Linked DNA regions of Oryctolagus cuniculus: region 2 is linked to region 1. The links are chromatin contacts, called in public Micro-C maps. All regions are on one chromosome and are shown on one strand. Each heading gives the region's core, a stretch centred on a gene start, on an enhancer-like site or on the middle of the called end of the contact. The rest is flanking DNA. Distances are from core to core; before and after follow the strand shown.

What was found. Hi-C and Micro-C count contacts between places; a contact is called where the count stands out from the background.
Region 2: a contact with region 1 is called in a Micro-C map of ear pinna, with 8 times the contacts expected there. The contact joins the promoter of SMTN here to the enhancer-like site in region 1. A contact is called at or near these places in 2 of 6 Hi-C or Micro-C datasets (ear pinna and psoas muscle).

The regions. Positions count from the first base shown.
Region 1 is chr21:24,127,546-24,132,084 of mOryCun1.1, reverse strand. It overlaps MORC2 (MORC family CW-type zinc finger 2), which reads left to right. Exons shown (of 26, transcript XM_051826524.2): 6 at 3,305-3,413. Among named protein-coding and RNA genes, the nearest start is that of TUG1, 20 kb to the left of the region's middle. Within about 2 kb of position 2,109, at least 2 of the 8 cell types and tissues checked have an H3K27ac peak or open chromatin away from gene starts, as enhancers often do. A contact at or near this core is called in ear pinna, where this site is marked.
Region 2 is chr21:24,243,020-24,247,437 of mOryCun1.1, reverse strand. It overlaps SMTN (smoothelin), which reads right to left and starts at 2,255. Exons shown (of 21, transcript XM_070065834.1): 1 at 2,115-2,255; 2 at 297-427. The coding sequence starts at 347. LOC127484705 (a long non-coding RNA gene) reads left to right here and starts at 2,394. Exons shown (of 2, transcript XR_007911874.2): 1 at 2,394-2,536; 2 at 3,386-3,604.

The DNA of each region.
Region 1 (4,539 bases), core at 860-3,359:
AGGAACATCCAAAACAAGTGGGGACGGGAGAGGCCGAGGTTGCTGTTGGCTGTGGCTCCAGAACCGTGCCTCTCCTCCCGTCAGAATTCTTACTTTGACCCTGTGGTTGAGGACAGCAGTGGTTCTCTCCTGGGATGGGAATGTGTCTGAGATAGTGGGGGTGGGGGTCAGCTCGCAGGACAGCAGTGTTAGCTGAGCACCTGTAGCCAGGACTGGGGATCCAGAGTGGTAGGAGAGGCACAGGCTATCTCTCCCTAGGGCACTGTCGCCATGCACATGTCCTGCAAAGTAGGGACCCACCTAATGTCTCCAAGTCCCTTAGGGCTTCTTTCTCAGCCCTTGGTTCCCACTTGTTTAGTGTTTGGAATGTGTTATTCTGGTTTTGAGTGAAGCCCCAGGAGAAAGGTTTCTATTTCTGAAGTGCTCACTTCCAGCTGTACATACCTTTGGGTGGAATAAGATTTAGTGGAATTGGAGTTTGTGCAAATGGAATTATGAGTCATGTTTCTGGTCTCGCCTTGAAGACGTGTTGTGTTGTTTGAGAGAGGGTGAGGGTTTGATCTGTCAGCCGCGTTAGTTGGGCCTCACGTGCAGTGTGCTGTGAGTGTGGAGAAGTCAGGGACCTGGTACCTGGGCTTTGCAGTTTCTCTCTCAGGACAGGAACCAAGTGGTACTAATAAATGCTTACCATGTGCTAGAAACTGATAAAAACCTCATGAGGATGGTTTCACTGGAGCCTCGCTATGGCCCTGTGAGGAGTAGGTACCACTATTCTCATTTTCTGATGAAGAGATGGAAGCTTTTAGGGTTGGAGTGATTTGCCCCAAGGTAGAACTGGTATTTAAACCAGGTCTTTCTGTCTGCAGAACTGGAGTCACTGTCCATTTCTTCTCGGACAAGCTAAAGTTCAAATCTCACCTCATTCGTGGACTTCCTTCTGTAGGCCTTAGGTTTCCTCCTTTGTAAGTTAAGGTTATCATGTACATCAAGTAGGTTAAGGATTAAATGCTATCATTGCTCTGAGAGTCCCTAGCTTGGTTTCTGGCTTCTAATTTTATTTTTCCTGTTTTGATATTTCTGTGGCGATTTCTGGCTTGATTCAGTTGGCCCCGGAAGGGCCCTGGAATCCGTGTTTTTCATAGGTAAAGTGAATCACCTGAGATCTTTCTCCAAGTCATTCTGCTGCGGGTGATCTAAGACCAGTAACTGAGGTCTCCTTGAGTGGTGGTAACCTTGGCTTATCAGGATCTTGGATCATTCTCCTCCCGCCTGGTCCTGTCCTGTGGCTGCAGGCAAGCTGTTTCATCCCCTCTGAATGTGTGTTTCCTAATCTGGAAAACGGAGCTCTTATCTCTGACATTCTCCCTTAATGAGTGAGGTTCAGGAGCAGAAGAAATGTGACTCTGAAAGTGATTAGAAGAGCCGGCGCCTCGGCTCAATAGGCTAATCTTCCACCTTGCGGCGCCGGCACACCGGGTTCTAGTCCCGGTTGGGGCGCCGGATTCTGTCCCGGTTGCCCCTCTTCCAGGCCAGCCCTCTGCTGTGGCCAGGGAGTGCAGTGGAGGATGGCCCAGGTCCTTGGGCCCTGCACCCTAGGGGAGACCAGGAGAAGCACCTGGCTGCTGCCATTGGATCAGTGCGGTGCGCCAGCCGCAGCACGCCAGCCGTGGCGGCCATTGGAGGGTGAACCAACGGCAAAGGAAGACCTTTCTCTCTGTCTCTCTCACTGTCCACTCTGCCTGTCAAAAAAAAAAAAAAAAAAAAAAAAGTGATTAGAAGACCAGCGAGGGAAGCTACAGAAGTTGAACGTTCTCTTTAAGTGTATTTTAGGAGAAAGTTTTTGTGCAGCTCCCATTGAAATGGAGCCATCTAGTGTTGAGAGTACACAGTGTGCCCATTCTGAAGCCAGTTCACAAGTTGAAGAGTTTCTGGAGGAGGTGATTTGTGGTGAGAACAGGACTGAGAAGCAAGGAAGCCAGCAGAGAGGTGGTGCTTTGAGTTTCTTACTATTCAGGGCCTACGGTCAGGATCAGAGACAGAGGGGACAATAGGTGCATAGAAATTTTTGCCAAATTAGGGCAAGGGCAGGCTTGGACAGAAGGCAAGATCATGGCCGTCATTTTGCAATGCAAGCTTGAGGAAGAGGGAAGACTGTGAAATTCAAGGGGCAGGAGCCGTGCCAGCACCTGTGGTCCTGGAGAAAGAGAAACCGGGGCTGAGAGCGCCAGGAACATCTCTGGATGGTGTCTTGGGGGTTTTCTTGAGTGGCGAAGTAGGGCAGGGCATTCAGTTGTGTGCTCGGCCTGCCAGTCTGGTTTGTATTTGTACACAGAGGGGAGTAATGAGGCTTCCCGCCTCCATCATCTCCCTGGGGTGTTATGAGGACTAATGAGATAATAGCCATAAACCCCAGAAGCTATTCAGGAGAAAGGCGCTGAACAGCTCATTGTTCAGTGAACAGCTTTCTTTGGTGCTGTGGGCTGCTGCCCTGCTCCTTGCTGTCTGAAAAGGCCTGTCCCAGCCTGCTCCTTGCATGGTTTAACATCACAAAACAGAGGAAGGAAGCAGTGGACTCCGTTTAGACTCTTGGCCTGTGGAAATTAGCTTCCAGGCACAGTTCCCAGAAACCAGTTGCATCCAAAAGTAGAGGCCTGCCAGTGTCACAATGAGCTTGAAGAGGCAAAACAGTTTTGAACCAGAAGACTTACAGGACAGGAGCCAGTTACAAGCCTCTGTGAACACCATGGTCAAGAATTATAATTTGATAGCACCTGCGTGTCTGGCTGAGCCCTGGACTCATGCAGTGTTTTTTTTTTTTTTTTTTTTTTTTTTTTTTTTTTTTTTTTTTTTGAGGGCTTTGGGAGCAAAGGCCCTGGTCTCTCACCTTGATGGGGCTTCCATTTGATGGCACAGTTAGGGCTCATCAGCCCTTGTGGGCTGGAATGGACCTGGAGCCCAAGGGCAGCAGTGGAATTAGTGAGCTTTGAGGCAACAGAAAGCTGGGAGTGAGACTAACTTGGTTCTCTGGTTGGTGGTGAATGTGCCCAGAGGGTGGTGAGGGTCCTGGATGTTGAGTGAGTATGATTGAAAAGATCATAGGTGAAGACTAAGACTAAGAGAAGACTAGTGGGAAAGCAGAGCGAGGAGTGTTAGGTGGAGGACGAAAGCTGTGGAGCTCAGCTCAGGGCCTGGGGCCTAGGGAGGCCTTTAGGAGAACCCTCCAGAGGCACGGGGTGGGGTTACTCCTTTTTCACATGAGTTTTTGAATCCCTGGGAGAGTAATCTATTTCTGTTTCCCTTTCAGGGGCTCAATGCGCATTGGGAAGGATTTTATCCTTTTCACCAAGAAGGAAGACACCATGACCTGCCTCTTTCTGTCTCGTACCTTCCACGAAGAGGAAGGCATTGATGAAGTGGGTCCCGTCCTTGTGGTCATACTTGTTGACTCTGCCCAGACGGTTTTCATGGGTTGTTTGCAGTGCTGGGCTCTTTCACAGTTGTAGGATTGGAGCATGTGCCCCATGTCCTGGGATTAGCTGGTTGGATGGATTGGTTGAGAGGTTAAGGCAGATACGTTAATGTGAGAGGAAGCAAAATCTTAAAGTACTTCAGAGAGCAGCTGTCTTGTTTCTGAAAATGAGGCTGTCAAGTGGCAGGAACCAAGAGTTGGATTTGCAGCTCCTCTAGATCTAAACTCCATCTGTGGGGGTGTTACCATAGAGACTTGTTTTTTTGGGCTTCCCTGACTATGCATGGTGAATATAGCTGGCAGTAATTATAGGAACAGCGACATCTTTGCCCCTGGTGGTGACTTTGTGGAATGTGCTGTGAGCACATGTTATTTTTGAGGAAATGTGTTGCCGCAACTGCCCGGATCAGAAGCCACAGATCAGACACCCCCAGGGCCCAGCCAGGTCTGGAGGCAGGGAAGCCTGAATGTGAGCTTGTTCCTACCTGGCGCCTGGTCGTTGGTCTCACTTCAGGAGTGGCCGCTGTGCAGTCCCAGCGATTACTGCTGTGCTGGAAGGCAGGCTTGGTGAATCCGCACTCTTACTGTGAACCATTTTGGTAATTAACTGTGAAAGCTTAAACACATGCTCAGCTGATTTCTTTGGCCTGGTGGCTCAGATATCTGAATAGCATTTCTGGTGAGCCCTGGCCCCTTCGTTGTGGGGATTAGGGGTATTCTGCGGTCTGGCCAGCCTCCTCAGACTGGACTCTTATCTCTTTTTATCTTCTTTTCATGTGTGAGAAATGGAGGCTAGAGTTTGAGAGGGGCCTGAGAAGATCTGTAGAAAGAAATCCATTGCTGTCACATAAGCAGATAGTTGAATTCAGAGTTGGAGAAAAATTCATCTCAGTTGGCTGTGCCCAAATTTGAACTGGCCCTGTTTGGATCCAAGCCTGCATCATAGCAGACTGGTTCATGCTGAGAATGGCGGGCTGTCTTTTCCTGCCGTCTTTACTTAGCAAGCCAGGGGATTTGTTTGCCTTTTTGATGTGGTAGCTTGGTTCCTTCAGCACACTTGGAGGGTGAGA
Region 2 (4,418 bases), core at 1,006-3,505, 120 kb before region 1:
AGAGGCGGATCCAGCCTCCCCACACCTGTGGCTGCACATGGGCGAGTCCTCAGCAGTTACTGTTTAAACAGGTGGTGGCAGTGGGGTGGGGTGGGGTGGGGGGGAGCTGGGAGCCACCAGGCTTGGGCACCTGGTGTGGACGGCACATGCCACAGGGGCCTTGGCATCAGTCACACGGAACAGGCCTGGCCCCTCCTCCATCACCCGCTTTCTGCCAGCTGGGAGGTAGCCGGGGCTGGCCCTGCCTCTCTGGCCCGGCTTGTCCTTAACTGCGGTGGGCCCACTGGGGTGCTTACCAGCTTCCGAAGGGCTCCCTCGTCCAGCCCAGCTAAGGCTTCGTCCGCCATTTCACTGGCCCCTAGCTCCGTCCGCCTCCTCCCGGTAAGATCCTCAGTGCCCACGGCACCTGACACCAGCTCAGGGGGCCCTGCAGGGGACAGACATGAGTTAGGCCTACCAGGGTTGGGCAACGGGGCGGCACCCGCCTCATTTCCTTCTGCAACCTGTTACTGCCCCATCTTTGCTCTCCTATCCTGGCTGGGAGTTGAACTCTACCTTCGGGTGGTTTGCTGGAACCAGGGTCCCTGGTTTCAACTTGCCAGCTTCACTGTTACTCTGCTGCTGTGAGGCCTCGGGCCCTCATCCTGTTCAAGTCTCAAAACAGGACAGCAGAGACCTGGATGGAAAAGCCACCGCGCCCAGCAAGGGCCACCCACTGTGCTCACCACCAGGGGGTGCACACCAGTCTCTGGAGTTTCCTGCCCCACCCACCCATCCATCCCCAGGCCTGCCCAGCCCCCCACCCACTCGGCAAACCCAGGCTCTGGCTGTGGGCTGAGCCCTGTGCAAGTCCTTGCTGCTGCCGCCACTCTCGCTGCCCAGGCACTGCAGGTACATGGACAGCGTCTTCCAGTCCACGCAGCCAGCCCTCCACGCACACCCCCCCACCACGCTTCCCGTCCCTGCCTTCTCCCTGCCAACTCCCCGGACCTCAGGAAGCCAGGTGTCTGGGCACCCAACTCCTCCTAACAGTTCACACACAATTCAATGCCTCCGTTCCCGGAATGCCCACTGGACGCTGACCCCGGCCAACGCCTGGACTTGATGCAAACGGAGAGGGTGGGAGAGGACCAGGGATTTGTCACGGGCGCGGAAAGGACCCCAAAGGCTCAGAGGGCAGGGAGGAACTGAATAAAAGTCTTAGTCACCTCCAGTTTCTCAAGCAGCCTTCTGAAGTCCCAGGCGCCCGGGACACTCCACATTGCCCCCGGCACTGCTCATCAAAACGGATCCCGGACTCCCAGCCCAGCCTCCCCGTGCAGCTCCCCTTCCTCCGCAGCCCAGGTATCTCTCTGGAAGCCAAGGGCACACCGGAGGTGCTCCATTCATGTGCGGTGGCTCCAGGCTCCCCCCTTCCACTGATTCATTTCTCAAGCATCCTTTTACCCGTCAGAGTCACCTGGCGAGTCACCCCAACCAGGGAATGGATCTTGGGGGGGGGCTCCTAACCACACAGTTGGGGTTTGTCTGACCTTGTCTGTTCAAGTCACTGCTTGCTTCCTGGTGGGTTCAGACCTGTGTCCCCCACCCCACTGCCGGCCTCCCTGTGTGTTAGGGTCCTTGTCCCTTACCTACCTATCTGGAGTAACCGTCTTCCCCAGGAAGTGTCGCTCAGTGGGCACCAGCCCTGGTTCTCTGAACACTGTGTTCCCACCTAGGCTTCTTCTGAAGGGTGGGGGTCCCTCGTGCCCAGGCTCGGACACCCAGGAGGCTGTGAGAAGTCTCTTCGTCCTCAGAAATTCTCCGGCACCCCCCTCCAGTCCAGTCCCATAGCCCCCTGTCACAGAGTCTAGCCTCGGGGGTCTCTGGGGGCTTCCCTCTCGAAGTCTGTACCCACAGAATAGTGCCCCGGAGGTGGGGAAGCCCCCTGTTGGAGGCCGGTGGGCATCCCTCTCCAAGGCCTCAGAACCTTAAGTATCCCCACGGCTCCTCCTCCCCGAGGAGGGAAGCAGCTCTCAGTTCTCAGAGTTCCAGAACCCGGGTAAGAGATATCCGGGTTCCACCCTCTGGACCCGTCGGGGGTCCTGGCGCCGTCCCGAGGTCCGCACACTCACCTCTCAGTCCAGCCCGCCCGTCCGGCGCGGGCTCGGGTCAGTTCGCTCCGGGCGCGACAGTTGCAGATTAGAGACGGTCAGGCGGGAGGCGCCGCGACCTGGGAGCCCAGGCCCGCTCAGCAACCGTCCCCTGGACTCTGCGAGAGCTGCCCGTCCAGCCGCGCCAGCAGCCCCGCGGGCCCCGCCCCGCGCCGGCAAAGCAGCCAACCCGCGCTGGGGTCCCGCCCACTCTCCCGCCCCATTGGGGGAATTCAATTTAGTGGTCACGCCCCCCCCGGAGGCGGCCCCCGCCCCTCGAGGGTCCCGCGAGGTTGGGGATTGAAGTCTGGGGGCTGCCGCCGCGGTCTTCCGAGGGTCGGGAGGACGCCGGCAGGGGCACGCGGGCTCCGTGCCCAAGTCCAGGAGGGTCCCCCCGAGCCGAGGTAAGTGGCCCGGGACCGCGCGAGTCCCTGAGCCTTGGGACAGCCCCTCCCCGCCTCCTCTTTGTTCGGAAGACCACGTCCCCTCCCTTTGCTCCACCTCCTCCCAGCGTCAGGGCTCCAAGTCGGTCGCCGCCCCCAGGCCGCTTTCTCGGGACACCCGGCCTGGGCCACCTCGGAGCGGGGACCGAGCGGCCAGCACACAGCACGCCTTTCCTCCCGGGTCCACCACACACCTTGTCCTGCGCGCGCCCCTTCCCAAGCCCTTCCGGGTCTGCCCCTTGGAAGCGCTGGAGCCCACACGCAGGCCCAGAGGGAACCGATGTGCCCGAGACTAAATGAAGAGTGAGCTAGGGGACAAGAGCCCACCCGGTCCACCCCGAGCAGGACGCCCTGGAACCCCCCCACCCCCACCCGGGGGGATCTCTATGGGGACCAGAGGGCACGGGGCTGGGAGAATGCGCTCTGGCGTGGCATCTGTCAAATGCAATGTCAGTTCCTGTGATTTGTGTGAGGACACTTCAACATGTTTGTGGAAGACGGAAGCAGAAGTTTATTTTGGTGCAAAAAAAAAAAAAAAAAAAAAAAAAAAACCTGAAAGCCATGCACATGAGAGATATTCAAAAAAGCTTGTGAAAGGGTGGACGTTTAGCCTAGTGGTTAAGGGCCCAAGTCACACACCCGTGTGCCCGGGTTCGGGGTTCGGTGCCTGATTCTTGGCTAATGCGGACTCTGGGAGACAAGGGACGTGGCCTGAAGCATTGTGGCCCAGCGGTTTAAAGCAGCTGCCTGCATTTCTGGCATCCTGGATGGGCACCGGTTCAAGTCCAGGCCGCTCCATTTCCCATCCAGCTCTCTGCTATGGCCTGGGGAAGGAGTGGAAGATGGCCCAAGTCCTTGGACCCTTGCCACCCGCGTGGAACACCCAGAAGAAGATCCTGGCTCCCGGCCTCAGCTTGGCCCAGCCCCCGCTGTTACAGCCAATCTGGGGAATGAACCAGCAGATGGAAGACCTCGCTTGCTCTCTCTGTAGCTCTTTCAAGTAAATAAATATTTTTTTAAATCATGAAACATGTATATTATTTAAAAAAAACTGCATGGATTTCAAAAATGTGTACACTCAAGCTTGTTTCTAAAATTCCATTTTCCACGAACTTTTTGAAGTCCCCTCATTGTCCCCGTAGCATGCCTGTTAACAGGTTGGGTCAGGGGTCCATTTTACAAGTGAAGACAGCAGGTGATAGGTAGTGAGTGGGGCTGGGGTTTGTGGCCATGGGCAGGCGCTGTCAGCTTGTTGCCCCAGAGACCCCCCCACCCCACCCCGGAGGTCCAGATCCTCTGTGTACCTTCCACCCCTTCCCCCAATCTAGGGAGAGACCTGGTAGCCCGCTCTGGGAGTCTTGGCCTTATTAGCCCCTTTCATTCCCACCTCCCTCAGAGGTGGTGCCATCTTACACCTTGGGAAACCCAGCGACTTGCCAAGGGAGGAGTAGCAAGAAGAAATCGAGTTTGAAGGCTGCGGTTGGAGGCCCTGGGTTCACTTTACCTGGTCTAGACGCAACCTGATTCCCCAGAACGTGGGTCCTTTCTGCCCGCCTTCCAGTTTCCCGCGCTTTTGGGCAGTGCCCCTGTGAGCGCGGCATACCTAGACCTCCTCAGATTCGCAGGGCCTGCCCGAGTGGCAGCTGTGGGTGCCAATGAGTGGCCTGCTGTGTGCCAGCTCTGCCCTCCCCAGCAGGGAGGCGCAGCGCAGGTGAGTGCCCGCGCGAATGGACTAGATTTCTGGTGCAGGCTCTCTCAACTCTACAGTAGGGACCAGAAGGCTGGACTCCGCCCCCAGACCCACCTGCCCATCTTACAAGGGAGGGATGGTGGGGGTGGGGAG